Regions from separate parts of the Mus musculus genome. Here region 1 is linked to region 2. A link is a contact called in public promoter capture Hi-C data. All regions are on one chromosome and are shown on one strand. The core of a region is the stretch at or near the end of the contact, and the rest is flanking DNA. Distances in the headings are between cores, read along the strand shown.

Evidence for each region. Promoter capture Hi-C pulls out the DNA fragments that hold promoters and counts their contacts.
Region 1: a contact with region 2 is called in a promoter capture Hi-C map of HPC-7-derived erythroid cells, with 2.9 times the contacts expected there. The contact joins the enhancer-like site here to the promoter of Hsdl2 in region 2. A contact is called at or near these places in 6 of 39 promoter capture datasets (the 3T3-L1 cell line, 3T3-L1-derived adipocytes, the C10 cell line and 3 more), 2 of 15 datasets of contacts at CTCF or cohesin (both in the NIH/3T3 cell line), 3 of 484 Hi-C or Micro-C datasets (the G1E-ER4 cell line, nephron progenitors and palatal mesenchyme), 4 of 115 datasets of contacts at active chromatin or transcription factors (bone marrow-derived macrophages, embryonic stem cells, microglia and 1 more) and 1 of 9 other capture datasets (liver).

What each region holds. Positions count from the first base shown.
Region 1 is chr4:59,838,856-59,845,835 of GRCm38.p6, reverse strand. The region is part of intron 1 of Snx30 (sorting nexin family member 30); the gene reads right to left. Among named protein-coding and RNA genes, the nearest start is that of Snx30, 37 kb to the right of the region's middle. Within about 2 kb of position 3,170, at least 13 of the 459 cell types and tissues checked have an H3K27ac peak or open chromatin away from gene starts, as enhancers often do.
Region 2 is chr4:59,579,092-59,585,860 of GRCm38.p6, reverse strand. It overlaps Hsdl2 (hydroxysteroid dehydrogenase like 2), which reads right to left and starts at 4,298. Exons shown (of 11, transcript NM_024255.3): 1 at 4,086-4,298. The coding sequence starts at 4,102.

The sequences.
Region 1 (6,980 bases), core at 1,921-4,420, 260 kb before region 2:
AAATAAACCCACTCGTCCACTAAGCTAGTTAGACAGAATCATTACTTTGGTCTGTCATTGGTAACCTACCGGGGTTGGGGGCCAGAAGAAGGCATTAAATCCCCTAGAAATAGAGCTACAGGGAGCAGCCATGCGGGTGCTGGCAATACAGCGTAGTCATCTGCAAGAGCAGCAAGTGCTCTTAACCACTGAGCCGTCTCTCCAGTTCCCAAACCATCCTTGTAACCACCACTCATTCATCTCACAAAATAAGACAATTCAGATGTGTCAAAAACGTTAGTAAAGAACTTTCTTGGTTGTCAGAACCAGAGTGTAGAAGAAACAAAATACTAGTCTGTTCTATGTGATCAAATATGGGTAAATCATTACCCCAGACCAAACTCTCTTGAGGGCAAAAGCCACTCAGGCAAGGAACAGGACAGGACAGACTCACAGACCAATGGCAAGTATCAGATGTTACGATGACAACAGCCTTCCCCGCTCTCATCTCTAAATGTGCTTTAAATCCCCCCACATTTTCAGGAAGACTGAAAGTGTCCTTTTTATCAGACACAGACTCTGGAATTTGTGAGCCTCTCAGGGACAAAATTTATGTGCCAAATTGTGCCATTTGACACGTATGTCCCTCCTTGGGAGAGATATAATTTCTGTGGTCGATCTTAAAACCGTCTGTGGGAAAAGAAAGGGCCACCGAGTTGAAACTGCCTTTCTGATCTAAGAAGGGAACGGAAGCACGCCCTCCTTCCTCTGGACACTACTCAAACCACCTTCTGGCAGAGCTCTCTCGTGCTCAGGGTTTGTGACAAACTCACCCTCCAGCTGTGGCAGTGGGAGGCCTTCAAACCCACAACCAAAACTGAAAATTAACACAAGGCTGAACTGGAAGGAAGCCTGTAACCCTATCCCAGAGGGCCATGCTTCCTATGGTCAGTCAGTGTTCATATCATTCCTTTGTCTCCAACAGTGTCAGCTCTGAGGCGTTGGCTCAGCAATAGTACCCAGATTCCAATCCACATCTTAGGAATTCCTCGAGGCGTGGTGCCCTGGACACCTGTGCTAGAAGCGTCCTATATTCCTTTGTAATACGAATTTTCAACCCCCAAGTCCACGTGGATGTCTCTGCAGAGCCATTTGCTTGGTCCATGGCTGCTCCAGATCCCAGCCAATGTGGCTCAGTCCAGAGAAGGGTGGTTCCTCTTTATGTCCACGGTTAACTGAGTCACTGAAGAAGAAATGAAAACTGCACCAAGAGTCTGGTCACAGGAAAAAATTAAGAATGGGCTTGCAAGATGGCTCAGCAGGTGGAGGTGCTTGCTGCCAAGCCTGACAACCCGAGTTCAATCCCCTGGACTCCTACCAGTTATCCTCTGACCACCACACACACAAAGTAAACTAATAAGAATTACTTTTTGAACATTAAGGAATAAGAGAAGAAACAGGATCTCTGAATGCATGAGGCTCTGGGCTTAATCCCTGGGACTTGTCAAAGCAAGAAACAGCAAGAAAAAGAAAAAAGGGAGGTTTGTGTTCTAAGCTATGGGGTTTGGAATTTTTTGACATCAAAAAGTTTTTTTTAAGTTTATTACAGTAAGATGAGCTGTCATCAAATTTAAAACTGCATCCATGTGTTGCAGCCTAAGTGCAGAGCTCGTGCACAGGGCTGCATTACTCTAGGGAACAGAAGCCCCGCCGTTCCACAAAAATTGTGCTGTATATAGCCTGTTGCTATTTTGTCTCATTAGCATCATGTTTTCACTGTCCTTTTGCTAGTGTATAAATTATTCAACTGCACAAATTTCTCTGTGTTACAACTGCCTACAGAATTCAACACCGTAACATGTCGTACCACTCACTGGGCAGCCTATACTCTGCTGTATTCCACACAGTCAAAGGGTACAGCAAGCTCCACCACCACTTAGGTTTGGAAGTCCACACCGTGTTCACACAATGAGGAAATCTTCTAGAAACATGTTCCTCAGAACATATTCCTGTTGTAAAGAGACACAGGGCTTCACTGGTCAGTCCCATCCTCTTTGTAAGGCCATCTGAGCTAAGCTGCCGAGAAGGGCTCTGCAAAGAAGGGCCAGTTATCTGAATCCTCACTTGACAACAGATGACAGAGAGGCAGTTAGGTAAAGAAGAAGCCCAAGGAAAGAATGAGGCCAAAACCTTACACTGTGTCTAGAAACCATGTGTTGTAACCAAGTTGGAAACAAAATAACAAAATGGCACCTAGGAAGAGACCTGCAGACTTGTCCTGAGGCCAATACACAGGAGATCAGTAACAGGATTTCTAAACCTACCACTGCCTCTTTTTGTTCTTTTGGTTTTGCCAGGGTCTCTCGAGGCAGCCCAGGCCCAGCCCCCTGGGTGCTGAGATCACAGGTGTGTACCACCACACCTGCTGAAGATGCTTCTATTTCACATTTCACATGATGGAGGAAAATACCAGCCGTCCCAATTGAAGACTAGGATTATTATTGGTTAATGCTGTTGTAGAGAAAGGCTAACAGATTGCAGGAGCTCGCTTTCCTCAAAGCCTCTCCCAGGTACAGCTGCTGTTGGACAAAATTTAGCTAAAAGGTTACTTTCCTAAAATATAATTAAACATGTGTTAAGCACCTTTCCTCTAGTGATAAAATACCTGATTATGTCTCTGAGATGTCAGAGAAACAAAATAATTATCACTCCCTGTTTATGCTATAGACCAAAATACAGGTGTTTTCCAACACATGGGATCTTAAGTGCTGTAACTGACAGGTGCTGTAGCCCCTAAACCACAGCTGAGAGGATATGAAAAAGCAGAATTTATTAGTGCATGTATTTAATCCAAACAGCATTCTTGATGACTGCCAGGTGCAGTTCTGGGGAAGCAAGCAGGCTGAGGGGAGTTACTGAAGGACTCTCCTGCAGGCTGCAGCATGGAACATGGCAATTTGATATGCTACAATAAATGCACAAATAAAGGAAAACCTATAGCCAAGAGCAGGGAGGGACAGCAGTCGTTCTCTTGGAGGACAAGTCAGGATAACTTTGACTTGATTCTTCAACAGGATGGCAGAAGGCCAGGACTGAGATTCCAGCTGGCTGTCAGGCCCCAGGTGAGCCCCTCAGACTCAGCCACTCTGGCTGGAAGATGGTGAGTCCACCCTGCTCAGCAGGCAGGTCACACGGGGATACTGAGAATGTGGGCACACACACTCCAGAATCAGGGAAGTGCCCTTCAGTGAAAAAGAGGTAGACCTGTGAAGAAAGTTGGAAACTTCTGGATGGAAACCAGACCTTGGGTAGGTGTGAAGCTGTGGGGGGAATGACAAGAAACACAGCCTAGAAAGGAGATGAGCTGCAGCCTCAAACATCGTAAGGAAGCTTTAGAGCAGTGCTCAGCAAAGGATGCTAAGCTTTGAAGCAGGAAAGTGGTGGCCGTGCCTAAGCTTTTCAGAAAAAAAAAAAACGCAGAACAAAGGAGGGTCAGTACCAGCAACAGTGGGCAGTAGGCAGGCACCACACCTCCCTGAAGATGCCAGGAGAAGACAAATGAGGGATTCTCAATGCTAAGATCAGTGGTTAGAATCCCTCCACCACTCCGTCATTTATTCTCATTAGAAGTTAGCATATGCTATGGAGCATAACAATGGAGACAGGGTGAGGACAAAGACTTGAATGTTCTCTTGAATGCTTTCCAGGTAGGGGGAACAACAGACCAAACCAGAGGGAACCTATATTTCTAACACAGTAAGTTACACAGTAAGCAATGCTGTCCTTCAGGCAAAACCACATACAGCCCAAATCAACAACCCTATGTAATCTCCACACACTCCATCCTTAGGGAAGGGCTGCCAAAATAACTGTTCAGCAAAGGCCAAGGCCCTGTAATGCATCCGGCCTCATTATCCTTTAGAATAACTTGGAAGCAGTGAAGAGAGTTCATTATCTCTATGTGACTACTGATAGAATAGAATATGGACTAAGGAGCTTAGAAGATGGGCCTAAGTCACACACCAGTGACGGGCAGAGGGACATAGAACTGGACCCAGGACCCCAGAGCACTCACCACCTACCTCTCACATTCCAGAGATAACACTAAACAGTACCAACTACATAAAATATTCTGACTCCACCTTCACTTTTATCCAGGAGTGGCATGTAGGGAAGTCCCCAAACACAATCAGCCTCCATATGTGTTTCTTAGAACAACAAAATTCCTGCTCCACCAGTGTCCAAGGAATAAATCAAGTCCAACTGCTGCTCAAGAGACTTTTAGAGCTGGCCAGCTCCAGACAGTCCATAAGCCATTAACAAGTGGCTCCATTTAGCCATCATCAATCCTCTGTGGACCAAGAACCGTACCAGTGTCAGCACTTAGAAGTAAGCCCTGTGGCTGGGCACCACTGTGGGTGGTCCATCTGATGCTCAGGGTGACGCACAGGGTTAGGGATGCTCATCCCCAGAGAACCTTGTATGTCAGCTTGATGACTTGATGACCTGTCAGCCCCAAAATCAACAGAACAAATCTGAGTTTTAATATTAATTGATAACTCTGGAACTTCAAGTACTGAAACAATAATATATTATTCAATTAATACCGATAGAGAATTTGGTTAGATATTTTTAAAAGGATAAAATAATCAGGACCTTCTCAAATAATGTTCTCAAATTCCAAATGCAAAAAAACAAATGTCCATTTGCTTAAGAAGTCTGATCACAACTTATGGCAGGGGGATACAAATTTTTCAGAATCATAGAATAAAGATGCTCATGTCTGTACCATATGCTGTCTGTCCTCACAGCTCAAGCAGGCCATAACTGCGCTGTTACACAAGAACACTGAAGCTTTCGTCTCACTAGTTCTTACATATTACAACACGTAAGAAAGACTTCAGATTAATTTTCATGTATTTAGGATGTGAAAATTTTCAGCACTTGGAAGGCTGATGCAGGAGGATCACGGGTTCAATGCCACCTGAGATACATAGATAAGTCTTGTCTAAATAAGTACATAAATATTCTCTTAATGGTGAGAGGTTAGGAATGGGGAACTGGTGTAGGGTAGCAACAAATGGTAGCAAGTGAGTCCTGACTATGGCATGCTGGTTGGAAAATATGTTCATGTGATAGGCATGCATAGAAACACACATATACATACCAGCACACAGGAAGCAGAGGCAGGCATGAGCTTGAGGCCAGCCTGGTCTACAAAGCAAGTTCCAGGACAGCCAGAGCTACACAGAGAAACCCTGCCCCACCCACCCCCCAAAAAAAGAAAGGAAGAAAAGAAGTAGAAAAGTACAAAAGAGAAGAAAAAGAAAAACACACACACAGAGAGATAGTCCAACACAAGAAATGAACAGCTATATAAAGTCAAAAAACAATTGTTTATCCTCACTAGTAAATGGCATAAATATTAGTTTTATTTTGTTTTGCTTTAATTTTATTTAATGTGTATGGAGTTGTGATGGCTGATCTCGGTTGTCAACGTGACTACATCCGGAATGAACTGAAACCCAAGCTGCTGGAGATTATTCGGGATCATCTGAATCATCTAGGATGGGAAGACCCATCCTAAACTGGATCATCTGCAGCTGGATAGCGCACCCTAAACCTGGACCACACTTTCTAGAGGCAGTCCCCATAAAAGGACATGGAAGAACAAGCTATGCATGACCTCACACTCACTGACAAGTTATCTATCCTGAGACTGAGGCATTCCCTCGCTGATATTAGAACCTACTTCTCTGGGATTCTGATATAGACCGAAGACCACCTGAGACAACCAGTCTTGTGGCCTTTCTTTTGGGAGACAACCCTTGGTGGTTTGAATGAAAATGACACTATCGGCTCATAGGAGTAGCACTATTAGGAGGTGTGGCTTATTGGAGTAGGTGTGGCCTTGTTGAAGGAAGTGTGCCACTGGGGTTGAGAGCTTTGTGATTTCTTTTTTTTTTTAATATTCATCTGTTTTTATGTATATGAGTACACTGTAGCTATACAAATGGTTGTGAGCCTTCATGTGGTTGTTGGAAATCTATTTAGGACCTCTGCTCGCTCCGGTCAGCCCCTCTTGCTCTAGAGCAAAGATTTATTTTTTATTATTATACATAAGTACACTGTAGCTGTCTCCAGACAGCACCAGAAGAGGGCGTCAGATCTCATTTCAAGTGGTTGTGAGCCACCACGTGGTTGCTGGGATTTGAACTTAGGACCTTCAGAAGAGCAGTCATTGCCCTTACCCACTGAGCCATCTCTCCAGCCCCGAGCTTTGTGATCTCAAACGTCCAAGCCAGACTCAGTGTTGCTCTCTTTCCTGCTGCCTGCTAATCAGATGTAGAACTCTCAGCTCCTTCTCTAGCACCATGTTTGCCTAGATAATGCCATACTTCCCATCATGGCGATAATGGACTAAACCTCTGAAACTGTAAGCCAACCCCAATTATATATTTTCCTTTATAAGACTTGCCATGGTCATGGTGTCTCTTCACAGCAATAGAAACCCTAACTAAGATGAGGCCATTACTGGACTAGCTGGGCTACAGCCTGTAAGGCACTCTAATAAATCTCTTTTTAATATTACACACACACACACACACACACACACACACACATATATATATTCCAATAGTATATTTCTCTAGAGAACTGAAACAAATACAGGTGTACAGCTCAAGATGGCCAGTAGTAATATACCATGTAGCTCAGGCTGGCCTTGAAGTTTTCAGCAATCATTCAGACTCCCAAAAGCCACCACACACAACTCACAGTATCAAAATGAAAACATTATCATTTCCCCTATCAACTGGGTAGCTTTAAAGACTACCTCTGACCCCAAAGCCTCACAGAAAACAAATGCAGAAACACACTGAAGTAAAGTGGTCCCTCCCCCACTCCCCCTGATGCCCCCAAGTTCTGTCAGAGCCAAGACCATGGAAAGACTCTGAAAACAGGAGGAGGGATGGTGATACATGGGTCTAAGGCTCTGTCGG
Region 2 (6,769 bases), core at 3,049-5,548:
AACAAGGGATAGATATGTAGAGGCCTGGGGTGGGGGTGGGGGATGGCTCAGTCAGTGAAGAGCTTCCAGATCTGAATTCCATACCTTGCACCTACATACAAACCTAGCTGTGGTAGTGCACACTGCAAGGGAAATCTTTGTGAGTTCAAAGCCAGTCTATATATTGAGTCCCAGGCTACACAGGAAGACCCTGAATCATAAAAAGTATATATATAAGAGATATTTAGAATCCAGAGAGATGGTTCAGAGGTTAAGAGAGCTCTGTGCTCTTGCAGAGGATCATAGTTCAATACTGAGCACCCACATCGGGCAGCTCATAATTGGCCATTATTATAGCTCCAGGGAACCTGACACCCTCTTATAGCCTCCAAGGGCACTGAATACTCGTAATACACACCAATGAAAATAAAATAAAATAAACCCCACAAATACAGAGATGTTTAATGTTAAATAGTCACACGAAAATGTCTGCCAACTATTGACTTGCAGGGCTTGCCCCTTTGCCTGGTATACAGCTGGACTGAATCCCAGTAGGATAAAGGGCGCATTCTTCCTCACCCAGAGTCCAGGGCATGGGAAGCAGGAGTGGCAAAGGCAGCCAGATCTGTCCTACTAAGAAGGTCTCCAATGTGAGGATCAGAATGCCAATGGCAAGGGCGTTCTTCTCTATGCCATTGGTAGGTAGCCAGAACTTGCAAATGCACAGACAACCCATACTTTGACTTACTAAGAACCTCTCAAAACTAGAGTACATGCGATGAAAACAATTAACTACTTAAAAAAAATGAAAAATATATACAAGCAAGTCTCAAGCTCTAAAGTTTCAAAAACTAAAAACTCAAGAACAGACAAGAAGATTCTGAAACATAATCTAAATAGAGAGAATTGGCCTTTTTAGATTTTAAAGGTTTATAAAGCTAGAGTCATTTAAATTATTGGATTCTGATACATGAGTAGACAGATTAGGTAACATAGGACAGAGTATAGAAACATATCCCTATGCACACAAGATCTTCCCTTATGATGGTGGTACATCATCGAAAAGAAAGAATTAATAATTAGGTCAATGTGACTGCGAGGGTGGGGAAGCCATCTGAACAAAATGGTTTGGGCTTTCTAACTTACTTCCTGGGCTAAAATAAATCTCAGGTGGATGAGAAAAGATGAATATAGTACATATGTATATATATGTATATATACATATATATGTATCCACCATAAAATATGAAATATTTATTAAAAGTATAAAAGTAAGGGTGGGAGTGGGTAGCTTGGGAGAATGTGTCTAAAGCATGTGGGTCCCTGAGTTCAATCTCCAGCATCACAAAATAAGTAAATAAGTCAGCGTAAGACTAAGACATCAGAATAGCACCTAAAATAAAAGATCTTTGTGTGGTCTTACAGGCTCATCCCAGAAACAAAGCAGCCTTCAAAGGTCAGAGTGATGATCCTGACTTTGAGGAAGCATATTTATTCATGTTTAATAAGGACCATAGTCAATGCTATAAGAAAACTCAAAAAAAAAAAAAACTTGTGAAACATGGTAAAAGAAAAGATTTCTCAAATAAATACACAAGTTCTCAGAGACCAGTCAAAACTTTTGGTGGTGCTAGCTCTCTCGGGGCCAAGAGACTGAAAAGGTGCTCGCCTGAACATGCACGAAGCCCTGGATTCTGTCCCAGGTCTCACAGCACAATGACAAAGACACCTTGCTGGTTAAACCAGGTCAGTAAAAAGATACAGAAATGGCTTTAAACCACACTTTCTCAGTCTCTGCAGAGCTGACCCTTTGAACTAGACAGTTCCACTATCAGGGGATGTTTACTGCTTGTAAGTAGTTTACATCCATCTAGGGGCTCCACCACTTGGCATCCCCTTTCAGCTATGATACTCTGTCTCCTTAGATATTGCCAAATGTCTTCTGGAGGCCAAACTGTCTCACCTTCACTAGTGAAAAAATAATACAAATTTTAACTATAATGAAGAGCCCCCCCCCCCCCGCCACTGGATGGGTTCCCAAAGAATTTACTTAGTCTGTATTAGAACTATTTTTAATTACTCTAGTTTTATAAACCACTTTAATATCCAGAAAAGCCAGTTCACTTCATTCTTTTTCCCCCTTTCAGGCTATTCTAGGGTCTTTAGTTTTTCAAACTTCAGAACCTGTGACTGGCTAGATTGGGCTCAGTACTCTCAATAACACTTTTGATGGTGCAATTCTTTTGGTGGTGAATACCTGTCTGTCTTGTAGTATCAAAAATTTTTAAAATATATTCCCTTGGTTCTAGCAATTTCACTTTCAAGAATTTATCCCAGATAGTATATTCATCTATGTGTAAACAGACACATAGAGGGATAGTAAAGCCAGGCATGGTGGCACAGACTTTTAATCCCAGCACCTAGGAGGTAAAAGCAGGCAAATGTCTGTGAGTTCAAGGCCAGCCTGGTTCAAATCACAAGTTCAAAGACAGCCAGGTTTACACTCAATTCTTTTTTTAAATAGTTTTTAAAAAAGATTTATCTATTACTATTCATTAGTACACTGTAGCTGTCTTCAGATGCACCAGAAGAGAGTGTCAGACCTCACTATGGATGGTTGTGAGCCACCATGTGGTTGCTGGGATTTGAACTCAGGACCTTCGGAAGAGCAGTCAGTGCTCTTAACCGCTGAGCCATTTCACCAGCCCCGTTTACATTCAATTCAAACCAAAATAAAACAAAAGAATAATAATGGAAGCAAAGATAGAATAAAACACCACCAAGAAAAAGATAACAAACAGCTGGAAATGACTTAATATCCAACAATTGGAAACAGGTTAAGTACATAATGGTCTTCAATAATAGTTTGCAACCATTAAAGAGGACAAGGACAGGCTCATGCCTTTAATCTCAACTCTGGGGAGGCAGAGGCAGGAGGAACTCCCTGAGTTCAAGACCAGCCTGGTCTACAGAGAGAGTTCCAGGATAGCTAGGGCACAGACAAACCTTGTCTCAAAACAACAACAACAAACAAAACAAGAGGACAAAGACAAGCTGTGTGTACTGGAAACCTAAGTATGTGCCAAGACATGTCAGGTAAAAACAGCAAGCCCAAAATGGAGTTTGCTACTATTTTCTAAAAAGAAGGTATCCCTGTAAGGTATACAAAATATGTTGATAAGTACAAAAAATACAAACAGAAAGAAACTGGAGTTTTAAAGAGACTTATACCCTTTTGAACTATTTAAGTCTTTTAGCTGTCTATATGTGTCAAACTAATTACAGAATGGGCTTAACTTGTCACTCTGCTTAAGATAAACTTTATAGAACATAGTGGACCTACCTGAGTTCAGCAGGAACCAAGGGCAAGAAGAATCGGGAAGAACATTGTTTAATGGGTATTTGTTTTGATTTTGTAAAGTCCTGGTGACTGGCTGCACAATTGTGTCTCTATATAAGTGGGCTTGGGGGAGGGGGTGTAGACAAGGTTCTAACTCTGTAGCGTTTGCTGACAGAGTGAGCCTAGCACACTCACTATGTAGACCAGAACAGCCTCGAATCAATAGATCTTCTGACCCTGCTTCTGAGTGCTGGCATTAAAAGCAGGCGCCACCGCACCTGGCTAGGCTGGGATAAATATACTTCATTTTTAAGTAAAATAAATAAATAAACCCCTTACCAGAAATGTTCGTATTGTAACATTTTAACTCGCTACTAACTTGAAAACCATTTTCAAAACACCATTCTTCTATTATTCTACAATCAAGCATACAAACAGAAAATCTGAAGTCACTGTCTCAAGCGACCTTTCGCCTAGAAGATGAAAGCAACATTGTCACCAGGCCAAGCTAAAGGCGAGATGGGGCTACAACGGGTCGTCGGGGACACCTACGCTCGCGACCTTTCCCCGTGGAGTATCTGACACCACTGCCCCTTGCAGTGTACAACTTTTGAGTCTCAGTAGTACAGAACTTTGGGTTCTCGTGCATGCGCAGGTCCCAGCGACTCTATCTTTCCGCGAACCGGTGTTCCAGAGCGCGCGGCTCTGGGTTGCGCCGGCGACCTGCCGACTGGCCCCTGACCCCATCCCACCCCCGTCCTCTTACCCAGTGTTGGGCAGCATGACCTTCGCAGTTCAGAGAACTTGGTGGCAGTGGAACAGCAGCGAGCTGTGAGTGACAGGCGAACTTTCTCTCCGCATTTAGCCGCGCCCCGGGCCCCGCCCCGAGACCCGCTCGGGGACCGGCCCTCCTACAAGACCGAGATCCTACAAGACCGAGAGCTTACAAGACGGTGTGCGCCTGCGCACACCGGGCACTGGGCGGTTCTTCCCGCAGTTCTACAAACGACACCCAGGAAACCAACGCTCTGCGCAGGCGCTTTGGAGTACACCTCCGCCCCGCCCCTTTCCCGAGTCTGTAGGTGACAATCAGTTTCTCCTGTGGGCCACTGGCGTGTCTAGAGCATCATTACTACGTAGGCTTTTCCTCCTCAGCCTAGGTTCGGCGCATCGACGGCTCCCAGCCAGCCAGATGGCGGATTGAGGGGCGCTCCGGGGACTGACTTGAGGGTGCTGGGCGTCGTTTTCCCCTGTCTGTCCCCGAGCCAAGGCGCTCTCTCCGAAGAACACTTGTAGACATCTGAAAAATGCTTTTTGCAGAAGCCGGTCACTCTCATTTTCGCTGCCACTGAATCTAAATTTAGCCTGACCTCCAGTGTCTGGAGACAGGAGTTTCTGGAAGAGATCTTTGCAAAGGTCTCCCGCAAGCGTTCATCGTATGATCCGGGCCACAGAAATCAAGGTTGGAGAAGGAATCCTCAGTCCTGGAATGAATGCCGGAATGAGGTCGAGTCTGGGATTCAGTTTCGTTCTTGGAGTTATACCTAACTGAGCTACCCAGGAAATGAAATTGTTTTGTATTTTGTAGCGGGAGAAAAAGATGCTAACGAGGTTGTTATCTAAAGCTTAGTTCAGAAAACAACTTAAGACAGGTAGGTATATACTCTCCTAATTGTCAAACTTGCTGGATCTTTTGGAAGAGCAGCCAGTGCTCAGACAAGAGAAACCTGCACATCAAATCCTACACTCTCCTGACCCTGCGCAGCTAGAGCAGTTATTACTCCCTCCCTCTCCCTGACGATACCCCCACCCCCGCGGGGGGTGGGGAAAGGCAAATGCCAGCCTTGAGAACAAAAGAAAAGCAGCATACCCTAGCCTCCACGTCACTTAAACTCGACCCCTTTTGATTAACAACCAACATTTCTCACAGTGCAGATGGCTCCTTGCTGTTGAAGGAAACCGAAGCCAATACCCTTGAAATGATAATAGCCCACTCTTAGACTATGAAAAAGAGACAAACGTTCCCAGACAGCTGTGGCCGGTTGTAAACATATCAGAAGCGGTTCTGATAGCACAAGTTACTCTTCCCAGGTCAGAAAGGTACCTTTTCAGCTACACGGTTCTGCCCTGCTGTCTGAACAAATGTTATCAGGTTTAAAGGACAGCATTCCTTTACCCTCTCCTATATTGCCAACACAAAAACCCGCTTGCGGGTTTTTTTCTTTATAAACCCCCTTTACTTAGGCCTGGGGGTTCACTCTTTCCTGTTCTGTCAGGAAGGTTGGTGGCCCAAGCTCGAGCTTAAATAAAGACCCTCATGCGATTACAGTGGGGTATGATTCCTGGTCCTCTCCTTGGGATTTTTACAATCTGGGCACAACACTCTTAACCAGGGAACCATCTCTCTAGCCCTAATTAAATATTCAAATAAAAACGTATTATTAAACTGTGGCTGTTTACCCTTTTATCACCTTGACCATTAGCTATTGACACGTGAGTTTGTAACCTATAATAATGATTATTGATGATTCTAGAAGAGTGTACTTATTCAACAAATATTAGTACCTCTTAAGTGAGAAGAAACAGCAGGTAGAAAGGAACAAAATCTCTGTCCTTACCTAGGAGGTGTGAGTAGCCAGTTTGTCTTTGTAAATTCCAAATGTTTCAGAGAGATATGGACAGTTTAAAATGTTCCTTTGGCCCTTGACTGCTTTTACTGAATGGTCTGTATATTTGTCTGGTAGCAGTGAATTCTTTGGCTGAGAAGCACCTGAAAAATGTTCAACATCCTTAATCATCAGGGGAATGCAAACCAAAACAACCCTGAGATTCCACCTCACACCAGTCAGAATGGCTAAGTTCAAAAATTCAGGTGACAGCAGATGCTAGCAAGGATGTGGAGAAATGTGGGGCGTGGGTGTAGGGAAAGAGGGGCGAGGGAGAGAGCCCGCCTCGAACCAGAGTTCCTGTGTTCTGGGCGGGCAGATGGGCGGGCAGATGGGGGAGGACTGCCGTACCCTTTCCACGTGGCCCTGCATGGGTGTCTGGCTGTGTGGAGCCACTGATCCCAGCTAGGCGGGTGGTGGACAAGGGGCAGCCCCCATACCAGGTTCTCAGTCTCCGGCATCCCACACTGGATACAGCAGAGGAGATGAGAAAAGAATAGGGGCCCCAGGACAACACTCTCAGCCCCAGGGATACAAGAAGAGGGCAGAGGGAGAGAGGTTCCCACGCAGGCGAGTGTCCTTAGTCCAGTCCGTGGCTGGAGCACAGGAAGGCCGTCTGACGTGAAATTAGGCACAGTTCGTTAGGAGAGAGCCTATCCCATCATCCAAGCACAGTGAGCCTTGGTGAACAGAGACAGTCTATGGTTTTAGAGCTTTATTGTAGAAAGGCAGGGAGAAAGGAGAGAAGGTGGAAAGAGAGAGGGAGAGAGAGACCAGCCATGGC